Linked DNA regions of Mus musculus: region 1 is linked to region 2. Evidence: chromatin contacts called from public promoter capture Hi-C data. All regions are on one chromosome and are shown on one strand. Each heading gives the region's core, a stretch centred on a gene start, on an enhancer-like site or on the middle of the called end of the contact. The rest is flanking DNA. Distances are from core to core; before and after follow the strand shown. Region 1 overlaps Ccdc102a (coiled-coil domain containing 102A). Region 2 overlaps Pllp (plasma membrane proteolipid).

Region 1 (5,826 bases), core at 423-2,922, 220 kb after region 2:
TGTAGCTCAGGCTGGTCTTGAATTTTCAGCGTGAGCTCTGGAGTACAGGAATTACAGCCTGGAACCCCCATACCTAGCTTGCCCGCTATCCCTTTCTGGCTGCTTTTATGTCAACTTGACACAAGCTAGAGTCATCAGAGAGGAAGGAGCCTCAGTTGAGGAAATGCCTCCATAAGATCCAACTAAAAGGCATTTTCTTAATTAGTGACCAATGTCGGAGGGCCCAGTCCATTGTGGGTTGGGACATCCCAGGGCTGGTGGTCCTGGGTTCTATAAGAAAGCAAGCTGAACAAGCCATGGGAAGCAAGCCAGTAAGCATCACTCCTCCATGGCCTCTGCATCATCTTCTGCCTCCAAGTTCTTGCCCTGCTTGAGTTCCTATCCTGACTTCCTTCAGTGATGTGGAAGTGGAAGCCAAATCGACTCTTTCCTTCCCAACTTGCTTTGGTCATGGTGTTTCGTTCAGCACAGCCGTACAGGTGTGAACCCCCATCCCTAGCTCCCCCTGACTAAGACAGTCTCTCCCTTCTTTGTGGTGCTGAGGGTGGAACCCAGGGCCTTGCACAAGCCAAGCAAGTGCTCTACCACTGAGCTCAACCCCTTGAGTTAATTGAATGTAGGAGGAGAAACCAAGGATCAGGAGCTATTGGAAGGATCTGTGATTCTCAGGATGGAGCCACAGGGTTAGGGATAACCATGCTAGACCTCAGCTTCTAGATGATGAAGTTCCTAACTCAAAGTTTCTAAGTGAGAGGGTGGAGTCAGGCTTGGGATGAGAAAGGACTCTGCAGCATACCCAAAGCCTGGTTGGTGGCTGTGGTGGCATCCTTAGCTCAGTCCCCCTCCCCTCCTCACCCTTGCCACCCTTCAGGAAGAAGTTAACCAACAACAACTACTCAGAATCAGGCCTCAGAATCTCCTGGATCCTAGTCCTGACCTGTCACTCACTGGCTGGCCCCTCCCCTCACGGTCTCAGTTTTCCCATCGTACCCTCCTTCCAGGCGCTTGTGAAGGTTAAGATTCAACAGCACAGGTGGGAAGGAGCGTGATTGCAAAGCCTCCCTCTCCTCTGCTGGGGCTGACCCAGGAGTCCTGCAGTCAGGACCCCCTCGGAGATTGAAGTCCAGTCCAGCTAAGGATAGATAGTTCCCAAGCCCTTGTGGTTCAGTCTGGAATCCAGCATCCAGGCTGACCTGCGTCAAGGTTACTCTGGCTACAAGGCTAATTCAGAGATGGTCTTTGGGAAGTCAGCAGGGGAGGGAGAAAGAGGGACGCCTAGCAGGAGGGCTGTCTAGACTAAGTGTCAGGGTACTAAGAACACTTAGAAGCCGTGCTCAAGGTGAGAGCTGGTTCCCGGGTGTGTGGATGCAGCGGTGGACAGCCATGGCTAATTAATTCTTGGGTGGGGAGGGAGCCCTGTCCCTGTGAACCAGCAGCTCTGTTTACACCACGGAGATCACCAAGTGCAGCGGTGGTTCTGGACTGGAGGAGGGCTGGAAGGCCTTTCCAGGGAGCCCCTGCTCCCTTGAGAGGCACCTCCCTGGGGCCAGGGAGGCAGCTGGCATCTCACAACCCTGCAATTAGTAGATAAGGTCGCAGTCTTCTGCTGATGGTGGCGGGGAGAGCGGTGGGAGCGGCCGGCTGAGCTGCAGCTGGCTCCTGGGCGCTACCTCTACCTCTGCCTCCAGGCTCCACCCCGTGCTTCAGAACGATTGGCTGGAATGGCTGTCTGTCAGCCTCCCAGGTAGGCTAGGCACTAGGCTCTTGGATGGCTGTGCAGAACAGTGGAGGAAGGCGGAAAGAACGAGGGCAGTGGTCTCATAAGAGGTAGGCTTGGCCAGCCCATGGGTGTGTTCCCCTTTGTACAGAGAAACTGCGAGAAGACACATAGCCAGTGGAAGTATGGGATGGGCCATACATATGTCATGCAAATCTGGGGGTATTCCAGTGAGAATGCCTAATAAAGTTTTAGCTGAAGAGCAAGGGCAGACTCTGGGGTTCCACACACAATGCAGATGGATGAACCAGACCTAGGATGCAAGCTCAGCCTGTCTAAGAATGCCAAGGCCTTGGATGAGGGGTGTTGAGGGTCTGGGTAGCTGCTGCACAGAGTCCCTGGGCTGCCTGTTCTCTCCAGCAGATACCGCCCCCCTCCAACAAAACAAAACAAAACAAAAACAAAAACCAAGTAGCCGTGGTGGGCCAGATTCTGGCTTCAGCTTTCTATTACTTAGTCCCCCATTCTCCCCCACCCCACCCCACCTCCACCACTACATTTTTCAAGATAGGGTCTCACTATGTAGCTCTGGCTATCCTGGAATTCGCTGTGTCAAGCAGGCTTGCTTTGAACTCATAGGTCTGCCTCCCTCTAGGAATAAATGCTTGCAACCCTACACTCAGTTTATCCTTCATTTCTTATCCCTATGTCCTTCCTTCCTCCCATCATCCCAGGACACTGTGGTTGGTGGGGTGCGGTGAGGGTACCAGACAAAACCACCATTCGCACTAAGAGAGAAACAGGGAGACTGAGGCTGTGAAGGGCTGTTGGGGGACAGTAATTCTGGGTGGTGTTGGGGATTCAGCCTGGCAAGAACTAGGTAAGACCGCAGGCTCCTTATCCTGATGGGTAGCCTGGGCAGACTCTGCACTGAGACTGCCCAAATCAGGATGAGACCGTGGCTACTCAGCTGTGTGGTTGCGGTTGCTCCCCCTGAGCCCCTGGATTCCAGCATAAATGGGACAGGGATAGTGGTATACCTGTCTCACTGGCTGGTAGAGAAGCCTGGGGAAAGCTGCCTGTAAAACTTTTGGCCGTCACCCTTCCAGCAACCTAAGTGACAAGTGTTCTTGGCATGGCTGCACCTCACACTGGCTGCCTTCTGGCTCCCCCCTTGTAATGTTCAATAGGTACCCTGCCCTCAAATGGCCTCCCTAAGAGATAAGGCTGCAGGAGCTGGTGGGGTCTGAGGCACAGAAACGCCTCTTACCTCCTGAGAGCAGCTGTAGTAGCCACATGGGAGCAGGGGACGGTGTGGTCAAAGGTGCTGACGGCTCAGGAGAGGGAAACCCACATTTGGATGGGCAGACTTCCCATGACTAATATTAGCAGCACATTAAAGATTTTCCTTAAGGCACCATGTGAGCCAAGGCTAATGCTTCGGTGCGCCATGACCCCTGGATGACTTTCACTTTAAGTAGCAGTGACCCATGAAAGGCCGTGAGCAGCGCCCAGCCCCCACCCCCACCACCCCCATCCCACCATTCCCCAAGCCTTGCTCCGGAGGCTTCCCTTTCCCAGACCAGATCCTCTGTGCACCAACACTTCTCCGAGAGCAGCCTGGTGGAGAGATATAGACACCGTGAGGAGGCCCCTGCTCCACACTATCTCTCTGGAGGTGCCAGGGAGTCTGGGGGAGCCAGGCTCTGCTCTGTGTCTGGGAATGGCAGCTGTCAGTGAGGGCCTGGCTTCTAGCTCCTGGGGGGTCAAAGGGCAGCACTCTCAGTCTTTTCTTGGCCTATTTCCTGTTTGAGAGAGGAAGAAGAAACCTCCCTGGCAGGAGAGGGTCCTTTCCTGCTGGGCTGCCTCCTGAGGACTGATTTCCGGCACAGGGTGGGGGTGGGGACGGCCTCTTTTTTTCCTTTCCTCCTTCACCTGCGAGCCCAGGAGGGGCCTGGAGCCTCTGACACCCCACCAACACCATCAGCTAAGCCTGAGGATGAAGCTGGGCTCTGGCTCCCTGCTGGGCCCCTTAGCACCTTAGTCCCCAGGGCTCAAGGCACCTTCCTAACCAGATGACACAGTGTAGCCTCCAGGGACCTTCCTAACCAGATGACACAGAGATAAAGTCTTTATGGCAGCTCTCCATTCCGAACAGTGAACCCTTTCCTGAACTCAGTTTAACTTCTCTTTGTGCATGGCCTGAGCTTCTTTGACAACCCCCCTCCCCGCCCCCCAATACAGGAAGCTACCACCTGCCTGTTGGAGCAATCCTCACATCTCCAGAGCCTATCAGGAGAGCAAGATTCCTGAATTCCCCTTGACTTTAGAAAAACAAAACAAAATTGGGGGTGAGTAGTGGAGGTGGATTCAAGACAGGGTTTTCTGTATAACCCTGGCTGCCCTGTAGAGCAGGCTGGCCCATGAACTCAAGAGATCTGCCTGCCTCTGCCTCCAGAGTACTGGGATTAAAGGCATGCGCCACCACTGCCTGGCTAACTTTAATAAATTTAAGTGTCTGCTGCTGTGTCTCCAGTCGCCCATCTCCTTCAAATTCTATATAAATCTGCTAATTAGGTTTGGGAAATTAGATGTCCAAACTGTAAGTACAGCCTGGCTGTGGTGGGGCATGCCTGTAATCCTGTTACTTGGAGACCGAGGGAGGAGGACTGAGTTCAAGGCCAGTCTGCCATTCAGGTTCAGGCTAGCCCAGCGCTACAAAAGACCCTATCTCAAATAAACAACCAAAGAAGAGAATTTCACATCTCCTGTGAGTGAATTTCCACCAGGTTCCTAATCCTGCTGCAATCAGCTCCCCACCCTGCTGGCAAATCCTCCTGCCCATGGTAGGCCTCCAGGGAGAGTAACAAAGTTTTGCATTTACAAAATCGATGATTATTATTATTACTAGTGTGTGTGCACCTGTGGAGGACAGAGGCCTTTACACGGAGTTCATTCTCTCGGTCCACCTTAACTCGGGCTCTGAGGATCAAACCCAGGTTGTCGGGCTTGCATTCCAAGTGTTTTTACCCAGTGAGCTACAGAACACTAACTTCCAGATGGGAAACCTGAGGCTCAGAGAAGGTGAGGGATGTCCCTGCGGTTGCACAGTCAGTCAAAGGTAGAGCAGAGATTTGAACCTACGGACTGAAGTCTCTTCCTATCCAGATAAGAAGGGTACCACATTTCCTTGTTTCCGGACAGACTGGACACCAGACCCCTCAGCTGAACTGGTACTCAGTCATTCCCTCAACCATCTTGGACTCTGGTTCAATGTTAGGTGCAGGATGATGCTCACCCCCACCCCACCCCCACCCCTGCCTCCTTCCCCAGTCTCCTACACTTTCAGAACTCTGCCTTGAGAGCTTCAAGTCCATTTATTACAAAAGTCTGAGTTCATGTTCATGGTATCTTACTATGAATAGCCCCTTCCAGACCACCAAGCCTCCCTCACCATGTTCCATCTCTGCACGAAGTCTTGTGCAGGTGGGGTCTTAAGATCTGGGTGCTGGGCTGTCAGTTGGGTCCAAGCAACCCTGGGCATATATACAATATACATATCCAACAGGCTCCCCCTTCACAGGGGTGTGATAGGTGAAACTCCCGCTTTCCTGGGAGAGAAGGAAGTGGTTTGAAGCAGGGGGGTGGAACCCAAGTGCGTACAGACAGCGAAAGATGGCTGTCAGGGTTTGAGAGGATGCTCCGCTGGGCATCTGTGCTTTGGGGTCGGTCCTCTTCCACCCTGGATGTCCTAGGCCACCTGGATTTGCAGGTCCTCATCCTCATCCAGGTCGCTGGCTCCGTCTCCGGCTTCCTCGGTGCCAAATCGGGTACTACGAATCTTCCCAAAAAGGGGTGCGTTTTGCTGCTGCCTGCGGAGCCTGAGGGGGTGGGGTGGGGTGACAGGTCAGAACAGGAATCATAGTGCTTCTGAGCTGCAATGTACTCTGAGGTACCCGTGCTCAGATGGGGAAACACTATGGTCAGTCACCTCAATTTACGTACGAGGAGCATGAGGGAGTTAAATGACTTTCCCAGTGTCGCTCAGACAGGAGTCAGTGGGGATTGGGCTCTGAGCTACAGTCCCAGTTCTGGTGTAGACTGCAGAC
Region 2 (5,776 bases), core at 2,869-5,368:
GAAGGGTCTGCAGAGGTGGCTCAGTGGCTGAGAGCCCTTGCTGCTCTTGCCGAGGGCCCTGGGTCAGTTCACAGCACTCGCACTAACTCCAGCTTCAGGGAATCCAGTGCTCTCTTCTGCTTCCTGACACCCAGATAGTGCAAATACATACACGTAGGAAAACACTGCGCAGACATGAAATCAAATAAAAATAATCTTTAAAAACAAAAAGACCCAGAAGGCAGGCAGACTGCAAGAACAGTTTAATATTCTATGTAAGCTTGCTAATTTTGTGTGTTGGTCCACAAACTTGGACAGATGCTATGTGCGTCCTCCAATGGACAAGACAAGGGCAAGAAAGTTAAGAGTCTGGCCCGTGTGACCCATCACTGAGATGCTGCCTTCTATTCCCTGCCTGAGCAGCAGAACCCAGAATGCCTCCCCTAAACCGGCATTCTGAGATTGTACGAGGCATTACGTCAGGCCGTGAGATACCTGATGGGTCTCTGAGAGCTCTGGCTTCCTAGGATTCGCTTTCCTCTATGCCTCAAAATGGGCTAGTCCTCCTGGAACAGGGAGACTTCATTACCTAACCTCCAAAGTGGACACTATGTATATTGACAATCACCAAGACAAGTGTGAGCGGGGACCAAGAGCCAAAACTTGATCTCCTCCCTCTAACAGTATCAAAACACAAGTATCTGATTCTAATTTCATCTTAATTGTTGCCATCTTCTAAAAGGACCAAAAAGTAAAAACCTTAGCAAACATCTAAGACCAGGAATGATAACCCCTTTCCAAACAGATGCTTCCATTTTTATTTAAATTGTAAAAAATAATAATTCCAAACAAGAGTCACCATTAACCCCATGACAGCTCACCAGGCAAGGCCCTGCTTCCTTCTGTCCCTCCTTGGAAGTCCCCTGTGCCTAATCAGCAGCCTGGGGCGGGGGGGGCGGGGAGAACCCTTGCACGGGTGCTAGCTCTCCCAAAGGGGAGAGTTCCACATGAGGGAGGGGACCTAGCGAGCTTGCTGCCATCGGAAACTGTTGTAACCAACAGTTATCAGAAATCGTCCAGTCCCAGAAATCCCAACTCTTCCTATAAAAGTCTCTCTACAGGTGACAGGTTGGCATGGGGCAGGGGAGGGGACGGTGGGACCAGAAGAGCCCGGGGCTTACTTGGCTTGGGGACAAAGATAATCTGTCTTTTGTTAGGGTTATACTGAGGCAGGTCAGAGGCTGAGGGTCTGTTAGTGCATTTAGTGCTGGTGAACAGGGTGGCCCAGCCTGGGCTACTGAAGTTCTCTGATGACAAGGCAGAGCTCCCCAAACCCCATCACCTTCTGCTGAATAAGGGAGGTGGGGAGGATGTCCCCACCCCTGGCTCTTGGCCAGTTCCATCTGTGCCAGTGTAGGCCAGTTCCTCAGGAGTGCTGGAGAGTTTGAGTCCAGTAAGCTTAGGGGGTGACCCTGTGCTAAGACCCAGCCATGGCTCAGGCCACAGCATAGCTGGCTTAGGAGTAGCCCCCAGCCATCTGACTCGTGGCCGCGTTGCTACCCACTCCTCGCCAGGCCTGGAAGCTGAAGAAAGCGCTCACTCCGTAGGCAATCATCACCAGACAAGCAAAGAACTGGCAGGGGAGAAAAAGAGGCCAAGGGGGTCAGTCAGAGAGAGCCAGGAAACCACATGGGGACAGTGACACCAGACCAAGTGGGTCTCCTCAGAGGGACTTGGGGATGGAAGCTTGAGCAGCAGCCCCTTGGGTTAATCAGAGCCACTTGTTCTGGCAGCCACACCCCTTATGCCCACCCACCCATACCACACATCTGGCATTATGTTCTAAGGGTCAGGGGCAAGAACTACACAGGCCAGACATGTCAGATGGTGCCAGGCACAGCACTCTGGAGTGACAGTGGGGTAACTTTATATACATAAGGGACCTAGTGTCCACAAGTAACATTCAGGGCTAGGGATGTGGCTCAGGTAAAGCTGTTGCCCAGCCTCCCAAGGACCTGTGGTTCCAGGCCCAGAACTGAAAACAAAAACAACCAGTAATAATACTCCAGGCTCCCAGGAGTTTTCTGAATCAGTTTTGTACCCTGTATGTGGCGTGTGCTTTCAGAGGCTTGAGTCTCCGTTCCCAAGATGGAGTTCACTAATTTTAAACCACTCTCACCAGGAAGATGGAAGACACCACGCATTGGCTGTCCTGTCCTGGACATGACCACAACTCCAGTTTCCTTCTCTAAAAAAGAACCCATAGTCTCTGCCTTTAGACGTGAACTGGGTAGTGTGAATGGCCGTCTGACACAGTCCAAGTTTGGAATTTTTATAAGAGAATACTAGTAAAAAAAGAAATGTAGACGGAATGTCTAGTGATGACAGCCAGCCTGAGGTGACAATGTGACAGTGTCCACAGTGGATCCCATGCATTCAGGTCCCCTTGAGTTCTGCTGTTCACTAAGGAAGGAGGCCCACTGAGCATCCAGCCAGTGACAACTCAGACAGGAGCCTGTGAGTTCACAAAGGCCTGGGCTGGATACCCTGCAGAAGGCTGGAGCCTGGGACATACTTACAGAGGCAGCTGAGCGCTGGTTATATGGCCGGGAGCCCCTCAGGGATGTCAGATCGACCGCCGCTGCACAGGCGATAAAGGCAGTAATGTAGAGAACCGTGGCAGCGACAAAAAAGATCAGTAACTGTAGGGGGAAGGGCGAGAGGCATAAGCATCCACAAAGAACATCACCACCTTGAAGCCCTGACGGGAAGGCCTGAAGTGTTGGGACGGTGCCACCACAACGAGCCACTTGCCTCTAACCAGCTAAAGAAATGCCATCTCTTGTGTGGCACACGCCATGCCCATGTTCTTCCTATGACCACATCAGCACTTGGCCATGTGCCTGGCCCTCACATCCCTCTGCCCACCAGTGGGAGAAATCTATGACTCCCTTATACTATCCTAAACTCAAGGGCAAATAACAGGGCCAGGGTCCTAGGGAATCTCTACAAAGCACCAAGAAGACTGGATGTGAGCCTTCAGCTGGCAGCGGGGCCTGTTCCATACCCCCAGTGGATGCCTCTTGTCCTCAAACCGGTCTCCAGCCATTTATTGTGCTATACATTTTTAATTGCCAACATTTAAAATTAGATTTCATGTGAAAACTTGAAAATTTCATATTAAACATGTTCAAGATTTCTGGACATAGTGGTACACACCTGTAATCCCAGCATCTCAAGAGGCAGAGGCCAACTTGGTGCATATAGTGAGATGCTATATCAAAATATCAATTAAGATAAGTAGTTGTAGCTCACACCTTTGATCGCAGCACACAGGAGGTAGAGGCAGGCCGATCTCTGAGTTTAAGGCCAGCCTAGACTAGTGAGTTCCAGGTCAGCCAGGGCTACTGAGAAAACCTAGCTCAAAATAAAACAAAACAAAACACCCTCAAAGCTGGGCAGAGTAGCTTACAGGAGCCAGCATGTCAGACACAAAGACAGGAAGACCATGGATTCCAGGTCAGTCGGGCCTACACATCAAAACTGTATCAAAAAAACAAAGCAAACAGCTACCTCAGGGCTGGGCATGTATCTCAGTGTAAAGCTCTGCATTCATGAGGTCCTGGATTTGATCCCTAGCGCCATCAGTACAACAAACAAAATACCTCAAGGCTTGGCACCAGTGGGCCACATCCTCTCAAGGTTGAAGCCGGGCAGAGGCAGCTTCTCAGGGCCAGGTACTTGTTAGGTTTCTAGAACCTTCCTGGCCCAGTTCACTAGTCCATCTTACCTGACCCTTTATATTAAACATGTCCCCAGAGTTGAGAAGGGTCATCACCCAGTTCCTCTCCCAGCTCAGCCCAGCAGCACCAGACACAGCCCCCAGCTGACCTCCTTCACTGGCGCTGTGCTGTGCTGCCAGCCTTGCCTCAGAGACAGAGGTCTCCAGCCTTGTGGAATTCTTCTTTAGGGGCTTGGGATATTCAGAAGGGGGCTAGACCTTTAGCCAGGAGTCCAGCCACCGCCACCTCAATCCCAAATCTTGTCCCCAAGTACAGTGACCACTGCACACCCTGCCCGGCTCTGGCTAGCGAGACCAGGATCTAACAAACCCATTCTGTCTCGGCATGACTCACGTTTCCTCTCGCTAAACAAGCATTGAATTGTAAACAATCGCTGCCTAGTTCCAGCCTCGCCTGCCTTACAATCATGCGCCTCTGTGCTCACTAAAAGGCTCAGACCCAGCTGCATGGGTTTTCTGGGTTCCAGAAAAAAAAAAAAAAAAACCCAGCCAGAGGAGCCTGGCCTGAGACAAACCTGGGGCACCCATTCTCTCCAGAGAGCCAGGGCCTGGAGAGAATGGAGGCAGCTGGCACTGACAAACCCAGACCTCCGAGCTCAAAATTCTGATCCCCCTCAAGAAAGAACAATATCCCAAGATTCCCAAGGATATCTGCAGAGTCAGTCAATAGCCTCTCGATGCTGGTCTCTTCCAAGCACCAAGTCAAACACTCCACTTCCGTCATTAACATACCTTCCCACCCCAGCTCCTCATGTAGCTAAGAGGCAGGAGGATGGCATCACACCCACCCACCTGCCCTCCATTTCACATTTATGGAAGGTCAAGAGGTCCCGTCCTAGCCATTCACAGACGAGAGGACTCAGCCTGGAGCCGCACAGTCCCTGCCCCAAACTCACCACCAACGGCCAGGGCACCATGTACAACTTCATGTGCAGTTGAAACAGGTAGATGATGAAGAAGACGATTGTCACCAGCCAGAGGAAGACAGCGACAAACATGACCCAGCCATAGGCAGGATACAGATGGTATGGGGTGTCAGCAATCAGGGCCCACACCAGCAGCCCCAGTGCCTGTGGAAAAATAAGGGGGAGTTTCTCAGAGCTGAACAGCTCCAGCCGGAGGCTCGGGCCTTGGCCCCCTTTCTTGTTAACTCAAAAAGTTTAGGCTGGCAAGATGGCTAAGAGGGTAAAATGTTTGTCACAAGCCTGACAACCGGAATTCAATTCTGGAACTCAGGTGTAAGGAGAAAAGTGACGACCAGCGGTTGTCCTCCAGCCTTTCTGTGTTCACTGTGGCATGGAACATGGTCACACGCACGTACAATTAAAAACAGCTTCTTCAAAGAAATCTTGACTCCTGTTGTTTACATCTGTGCTGGGCATCTTGTCTGGCCACTCTTCCCCCTTTCAATTCCCATCATGCTGTGTGACAAAAGGCTCTTCCCCGGTGTGACGGTTTGTATATGCTGGGCCCAAGGAGTGACAGGATTAGAAGGTATGGCCCTGCTGGGTAGGGTGTCATTGTGGGTGTAGGTTATAAGTCTCACATTCTAGCTGCCTTGAAGTCAGTCATCTGCTAGCAGCCTTCAGATGAAGATGAACTCTCCGCTCCTCCTGCACCATGCCTGACTGGATTCGCCTCCGTTCTTGCCTTGACGATACTGGACTGAACCTTTGAACCTGTATGTCAGCCCCAATTAAATGTTGTCCTTTATAAGACTTGCCTTGGTCATGGTGTCTGTTCACAGCAATAAAACCCTAACTGAGACACCCAGGTCCCCAGATAGTACCACCCAAGGTAGGAACGGTATCTCTCTCATAGAGTATATGCTCCTCATACCAGAACTGCCCACAGCATTCCAGGGGCTTGACTTTGCCACAGGTGCAGAAAAAAAAAAAATGCTAGAAGCCAGTCAGGGAGGCTAATACTTGTAATCCCAACACTGGAGGAAAAAAGAGACTTACGAATGAGTTCAAGGCAAACATGAGTCATAGG

The links. Capture Hi-C pulls out chosen DNA fragments and counts their contacts.
Region 1: a contact with region 2 is called in a promoter capture Hi-C map of pancreatic islet. The contact joins two enhancer-like sites. A contact is called at or near these places in 2 of 115 datasets of contacts at active chromatin or transcription factors (bone marrow-derived macrophages and large pre-B cells) and 3 of 9 other capture datasets (adipose tissue, liver and pancreatic islet).

What each region holds. Positions count from the first base shown.
Region 1 is chr8:94,897,794-94,903,619 of GRCm38.p6, forward strand. Ccdc102a (coiled-coil domain containing 102A) reads right to left here. Exons shown (of 9, transcript NM_001033533.3): 9 at 5,076-5,598. The coding sequence ends at 5,469. Among named protein-coding and RNA genes, the nearest start is that of Ccdc102a, 17 kb to the right of the region's middle. Within about 2 kb of position 1,673, at least 58 of the 459 cell types and tissues checked have an H3K27ac peak or open chromatin away from gene starts, as enhancers often do. A contact at or near this core is called in pancreatic islet, where this site is marked.
Region 2 is chr8:94,674,668-94,680,443 of GRCm38.p6, forward strand. Pllp (plasma membrane proteolipid) reads right to left here. Exons shown (of 4, transcript NM_026385.4): 2 at 4,678-4,851; 3 at 2,559-2,681; 4 at 228-1,612. The coding sequence ends at 1,496. Among named protein-coding and RNA genes, the nearest start is that of Arl2bp, 11 kb to the left of the region's middle. Within about 2 kb of position 4,119, at least 105 of the 459 cell types and tissues checked have an H3K27ac peak or open chromatin away from gene starts, as enhancers often do. A contact at or near this core is called in pancreatic islet, where this site is marked.